2 separate regions of the Gossypium hirsutum genome follow, and region 2 is linked to region 1. Evidence: chromatin contacts called from public Hi-C data. All regions are on one chromosome and are shown on one strand. Each heading gives the region's core, a stretch centred on a gene start, on an enhancer-like site or on the middle of the called end of the contact. The rest is flanking DNA. Distances are from core to core; before and after follow the strand shown. Region 1 holds the start of LOC107939821 (cyclin-U4-1). Region 2 has its middle 5.6 kb from the start of LOC107939826.

What was found. A called contact is a pair of places that touch in the nucleus more often than the background predicts.
Region 2: a contact with region 1 is called in a Hi-C map of fibers, with 2.0 times the contacts expected there. The contact joins the enhancer-like site here to the promoter of LOC107939821 in region 1. A contact is called at or near these places in 10 of 34 Hi-C or Micro-C datasets (anther, fibers, hypocotyl and 4 more).

What each region holds. Positions count from the first base shown.
Region 1 is chrA09:85,249,692-85,253,056 of Gossypium_hirsutum_v2.1, reverse strand. LOC107939821 (cyclin-U4-1) reads left to right here and starts at 1,836. Exons shown (of 2, transcript XM_016873209.2): 1 at 1,836-2,253; 2 at 3,120-3,365. The coding sequence starts at 1,916. It overlaps LOC107939834 (peptide methionine sulfoxide reductase), which reads left to right. Exons shown (of 2, transcript XM_016873217.2): 2 at 1-371. The coding sequence ends at 151.
Region 2 is chrA09:85,295,875-85,299,228 of Gossypium_hirsutum_v2.1, reverse strand. No RefSeq gene overlaps it. Among protein-coding and RNA genes, the nearest start is that of LOC107939826, 5.6 kb to the left of the region's middle. Within about 2 kb of position 2,003, at least 2 of the 9 cell types and tissues checked have an H3K27ac peak or open chromatin away from gene starts, as enhancers often do. A contact at or near this core is called in fibers, where this site is marked.

The sequences.
Region 1 (3,365 bases), core at 587-3,086:
CAACAGAAAGATTGTTACTGAAATTCTGCCGGCCAGGAAATTTTATAGAGCAGAGGAATATCACCAGCAGTACCTTGCAAAGGGAGGTCGTTTTGGTTGTAAACAATCTGCTGAGAAAGGATGCAATGATCCTATCCGATGCTATGGCTAAGTTGCCACTTTTTCTGTATGCACTTCTGCTTTTGTCTATGGAATTTTAATGCCTTGTGTTATCTATGTAGTTACTGAAGGTGGTGGACTTGTAATTATTCATAATTCCAAGGCAGACCGATATCTATGTTTTGTATATCTACAGTGATAGGTTAGGACATGATGTTTGAACTTTCAAATATGGCGATCATGTATTAATATAGAAATATTACATGCCTTTATGGGGGAGGATGTTTCCTTTTCTTCCATTTTTTTTTCTGTATAATATAAAACCAACGAGTCACTTAAAGGCTAGAGACAATAAATAGGATGATTACTGCATTTCCATCAAAAAGTCACAAACCTTTGCTTGGACGGCCAAGTATCATTAGGCTGATGAAGAGCAGTATGTATTATTCTCACTTGAAGCTATCTCAAGACTGATGGGATCACGAAAGCAATCCACCCGTAAATGTGAATACAACAAAACCATGACAGTAGCCGCTGAAAACCAAATCAAACCCATTATACTACTGTCTAAATTTGCTCCATTATCTGATTAATTTTTTCTAAAAATATTTATGGATTTGGGTGAATTAATTAAATGTGTATTTTCTCTAAAAGTAAATTTGAGGACTAGATTGCAAATAAAATGAAAAAGTTACAGTAAAAAAAAACTAAATTATCAATTAAATTCAAAAAAGTAAATGGCCAAACCTAACAACAGAGATGACAACTAATTACTTAAGCTAAAAAGATGAAATAAAAGTTTAACCAAAAAGAGTCCTTTTAAACTGTTGAAAATCAACTCTTAACATTAACAAAAATGCCCTTAAAATGTGTGTTGACTTGAATTGGTGTTGGACAAAAGACAACCTCTGCAGCAATTTTTTCCTTGTCAAGTAGCGGTGTCGTGACATCCATACCTCAAGGCCGTGACACCCTAGATAGTGGCACAAATGTGGCTCTAAGGGTTCCCAATGTTGCGACATCCACTAGTCGATGTTGCGACATGCCTGTTGGTGCCCACGATTTCTCCACTTCAACACCTTAAGTGATATCTTGAGTTGAAAACTCAATATCACGACTTTGAGCTTTATTAATTTGAACGTGTGGTTTTAGGGGCACATTTTTAGATAACTCCAGCTAAGAACTCTCCAATGCTTAATCTCAATTGAGATCTATTCCAATTTAATGATGTTGATATTTTGGTTTCAAAATCAACTTCTTTTTATGATTTTTTTTTACTATCAATTAGGTTTTATTTAGTATATAATTATAAGTTTCTTCAATTATTTTACAGTCTAAATTTAATTTTATTTGGGTTGATATTATATTCGAATAGAATTTTTCAATAATAATAATTTCAAGATTCAAACTGTTTAGTAAAAAAGTTAATATCAATAAGTTACTTGTTACAAAAATCACAATATATATAGTTTGGGCTGAAATTAATTATTATATATACGTGTGTTTTGGTTATTCATTATATCCAATACATATTTTAGTAAGTTGAATGGCTGAATCATGTTAAAATATTGTTTTTCGATTGCACTTATTTGTTGGTTTTGGCATAAATAGTATTAGGATATTCAATATTAAACTTTGTTATTATATTTAAATTTATAAAAATAAAGATAATGTAAATAAAAACCAACCATAAAATTCAATATTTTGTGGTAAGTGGTAACATAGCTGGAGGACAGGTCAGACATAATTATTTGGACGCAACAAAGATGAAAATAAAAAGAAAGGTGTTGGTTATAAGACACAGCTAGCGAAAAAAATGGCAGAAGCAGATGACGACCAACAAACTGTTCCCAAGGTCATAACTTGCCTCTCCTCTTTGCTGCAAAGAGTGGCTGAGTCTAATGACAAGCGCCGCCTGTTCCAGTCCCAGAAGATGTCTGTTTTCCTTGGACTTACCAGGCCAACTATATCCATCACAACCTATCTCCACAGGATCTTTAAGCACGCAAATTGCAGCCCTTGTTGTTTTGTCATAGCTTATGTTTATCTTGACCGCTTTATGCAGATGCACCCATCTTTGCCTTTCAATTCTTTTAATGTACATAGGCTGCTTATAACCAGTGTTTTGGTTTCTGCCCAGTTCATGGATGACATGTAAGTTTTTTTTTCTTTGTTTTAGATTTTTATTATTCTTTCTTGGATATTTAACTGGATTTGATCTGGGTTTCAAAGTTGATCCAAGTAACTTTTCTGACATGTTCGATTTAGAATTCATTAGCTTCCAGTTCCAGGGTCAAATAAAACCTTTTTCTATATGTCATGGTATATCTTCAATCTTGAAATTTAATGTTTGGTGAAAAACTAACCTTGTTTTAAGCTGATATTTTCGTTTTCCTGGAATTTTTTTGGGAAAAAAAAATCTTTACAATACAAATCAAGCAAGGTGACCATACAAGTACAGCCATGTAAGAAAACCAGCATCTCTGGTCAGACAAGACAGCCCCACTTACCTTGCATGTTCTGTTGTTCCTGTAAATTCCCATAATGAATTAACATAGGGGAAGGGGATGTCAACTTTTAGAGCTTATGACAACTTAATTAGGGCCATGTATTCTGTTATAATGGCAAAATATCAACTTGGTTGTCTTCAGCCTTTGATTATGCGAAACTACTTATTAGTCTTTTTACTATAAATAACATACTAAGGTTTAGTATTTAGTTTTGAAGAGGTAATTTTGAACCTTAATAAATTCTCTTCTTTTTTTTTTTTCGTGTGTTAAAGTGATTAGTTTGCTTTCTTTAAAACGTGATAAGCATTTTTTTTAATGCTTAACCTTACCCCATTTACAATTGCATTAAATGCACAATTACTTTTATAGTAAAGGTACTAATTTTCTCATAGCAAAGAAACCCGGTAAGTATTTTAAATACCATCCTGTCCTGATTTCACAAGCAATCATGGCAGCTCGTCATCCTTTTTAAAATCTAAAGTTATCATATAAATTATTTTTATATGTCAGATGTTACATCAATGCATATTATGCCAAAGTGGGAAGCATCAGCACTGAGGAGATGAACATCCTTGAGGTGGATTTCTTATTTGGTTTGGGGGTCCAATTGAACGTAAAACCTGACACCTTCCGCACCTACTTCTGTTTTCTCCAAAGGGAAATGCGGTTGCAAACCCCCCCCCCTTTACAAGTTTTGGCAGAACCTTATCAAAACGTTAATAATGGGAGACCTCTCAAGATCCACTGCTGTTTCAA
Region 2 (3,354 bases), core at 754-3,253, 46 kb before region 1:
ATGATTCTATTTGTCTTTATATTACACTGATGTATCTTCTAAGTTCAGATCTGGCTGGTGAAAGAAACGACGTCTTTATAGCCACTTGGTTTTTCATTTTGTCTTTTCTGCTTCTTGAGCGGAGAAATAGCTCCCATGATTGCAGTCTGTGTGGGAAAGAGAATGACAAGTGTTTGACTCATCAATAGAGGTTGTACATGGTCCAACTTAAAGTTGGATAGTTGTAAATTTAAGAAGTTTGATTTATGCCTTTTGAGTAATCTTTCATCTCTTCATATTTCTTTAAGCATACGACATATTAGGACAAAGAAGAGCAATCTTTGAACTAGTAATACTTCTCTAATAGGTTTTGGTTGTTCTAATTGACTGCTTAAGTTAAATGTTAACACTCTCAATAGCTATTATCTATTGACTGCTTAAGTTAGATGTTACTCTGTCTCTTCATCTTTCTTTAAGTATCCTTGTCCGACAAATGTTATGACATGGTTAAGGGGGGTATGATCTTCCAGATATATGGAAAAACTTAGTAAGGAACACTCATCTTTTGGTGCAGGCAACTTAGGCCATTATGATCCTAGTCATGGCAAATTGACTTTTGGAATCTGTAAAACTTGGTATGGTCTTCAGTGAAGAACTGACATGATGATTATAAAGCTCTGATGAGCTGATTAACTATTATATGATCCACTATACATAACCTTAATGTGTTTTCAACTGTTGGATTGCAGATTTCGTTGCATTTTTTATTTTCCTTATTCAAGTTTTATTTTTAACTTTTTTGCTAACATTATATAATTCCCATGGCAACTATTTTTTTATGTATCAGACCATTTCATTTACTGTGCTACATAGATTAGGTTTAACCTGTGTTGGTGTAACCTAACCCAGGATGCTTTTAACATTCATGCACTGCCTCAAAATAAAATAGTGGTATGGTCTTGCTGCAGTTTTTTTTTCTAATGGAGCATAGTATTGCTAGCTCCTTCTCCGTCTTTTAATAATTTAGAATTGTTGGTGATGCATTACTGACCTTATGTTTCTAAAACTTTAGAATTGGTGCCTGGTTTGTAAGGATGAATTTTGATGTCATATATATGAAAAGGTGAATACTATTTCTTATGTACTTGCTTTTCTGGGGAATTCATTGATGATAAAATATTGAGACTGACAGTTCCATTCTGTATCGTTAATTTCACATGTTGGTGTGCTTATATTCCGTGTCTATACTGATTAACCACTTGGGTTTCTTCTTTTGCCTTTTTCTTTTGTGCTTGGTATTTGTGAGGCTGGAGATAGTTTTAAACCAAGATTAATCTGCATATTGCAATGTCTTTTAATTATGGTGAAACTAGTAAACCACCGCTCTGCATTATCCTGGATTTTTCATTCTGTAATCCTGGTAGGTTAAATACTGAGGCAGACAGCCTCATCCACATTTTTTTTTGACCACCTTATCTGACCTTGTTATTTTGTTGAGTAAGTTGGTCAGGGTTTGCATGTTTTGAGATAATGGGATGTTTTGCAAGGTATGTGTTGCTGTCAGAAGTTTTTGTGGACTCCAATGAAAGCTTTTTGGTATATCGGCTAGTACTGGCCTAGCTTCATGGTCTTCAATAGAATGAATGGCTTTGTTCCCATTTTGTGTGTAGCGTTAGGAGAGTGTTGGTGTAGTGTGCTTATATAATGGAGTTCAGAATTTTTGTATATTCTGTTAGCTGCTTAGTGGCGCTTCTTGTTGGATCTCCTATATATCAAGTGTCCAGAAGTTGGTTATTGTATATGATATAATTCACAGTTTTTCTCTTAGATGAGTGGAAATCCTTGTGTTTTGTACCTTGGATCTGGTTTTCTGGACAGCATTGAGACAACCTTGAAGTTAATTACACCTGTGGCTCATTCCTTTTATGACTTGCTTTATATTTCCATTATAATCATAGCACAATTTGATGATAATGAGGCTTATATGCCCAAATAAATTGCCAACAATAATTACTTTGCAGGTCTCATATTATTCCTCTGGGTATTTTTTTGCTAGCAGTAAAGATCTTGCCCTAATTGGTGGCAGGAAGGCTGTCTTAGGTCTTTCCTCTGAAAAGCTGGTCCCGAATCCTCATTTGAACATATATGCTTTAGTTGGCTGGTTTATCAACCAATTAAGCCATCCATACGCAACATTTATTTCCTTCTCGGTACATTTTTATTTTTGTTTACTATTATGTTGCTCTGCTCCCCCAATTGTTTTTTTCCCTCTGAAAAGCTGGTCCCGAATCCTCAATTGGGCAATATTGTTTTGGTGTCTTTATCAAACCAAGTTTTCCTTACGGAACTTTTATCCCCTTTTCGGTATATGTTAACTTTTATTCTTGTTTAACTATAATGTCGTCTGTCTTCTAATGAAAAAAATCAAGCAATGCTTTTCTGGCCGGGAAGCGCTTCTAGATTTAAAGATCAGGGTCGTTGAGGTCTTGCGGACCGGTGTTTTGAATTACATTTACAAATACAATAGGCTCAGTTACTTTGGAGTTGATGCCTGGAAAGCTTTAAGGAAAGTAGCACAAGTATGTTTAAATGGAGTCTGGACTATATAGGAGGATCTCCTATCCCTCCCAGTCCTTGAAAAAGTTTTGATGCATTCGATCGTAGTGTGTCTGTCAATCGTTAGTTAGGGAGCTTCTAATATCAAATTTCAGATGTGATGTGAGGATGGTTACAACATAAAAATAAAATGCTAATACTATCAAGTATGTATTTTTCTTTAATTTATATGGTTAAAAGAACATCCTAATGTATCATTTTTTATTGTTTAAAAAATAAAATAAAAAAAGAAAGTAGAGAATTCAATTAAAAAAAAAAGTCAAACTAGAGAACCTAATTTAAGGTTAGATCTCTATTACTGTTGTGGTTGAAAAGTGTTTTTAGAGCAAGAAAAGGTAGAATAGTTTTGTGAAAAAAATGTGTTTATTAATTTTTAGTGTTTTTCATTATTGCTAAACATAGCGGTTTTTTTAGATATGATAGTTAAGGGTGTTCAATTGGTTAATCGATCCGAAATAACATTAACCGAATTAATCAAATTAATTATATGTTTTTTAACCGAATTAACTGAAATAACATTAAACGAAAATAAAACATTAATTATATGTTTTTTAATTTTTGGTTACAATAAGTATAAAATTAATCCAATTAATCGAATTAATCGAATTAATCGAATTATTTGTATAAAATTATATTTTTTTATTTTTTATTTTTTATTTTTAGTTTTAGATTTTTATTTTTATTTATTAAATTATTTGTGATTTTTATGATTGGGTTAAATAATTGGGTTGGGTTGGGTACTTGGGTTAATATATATTA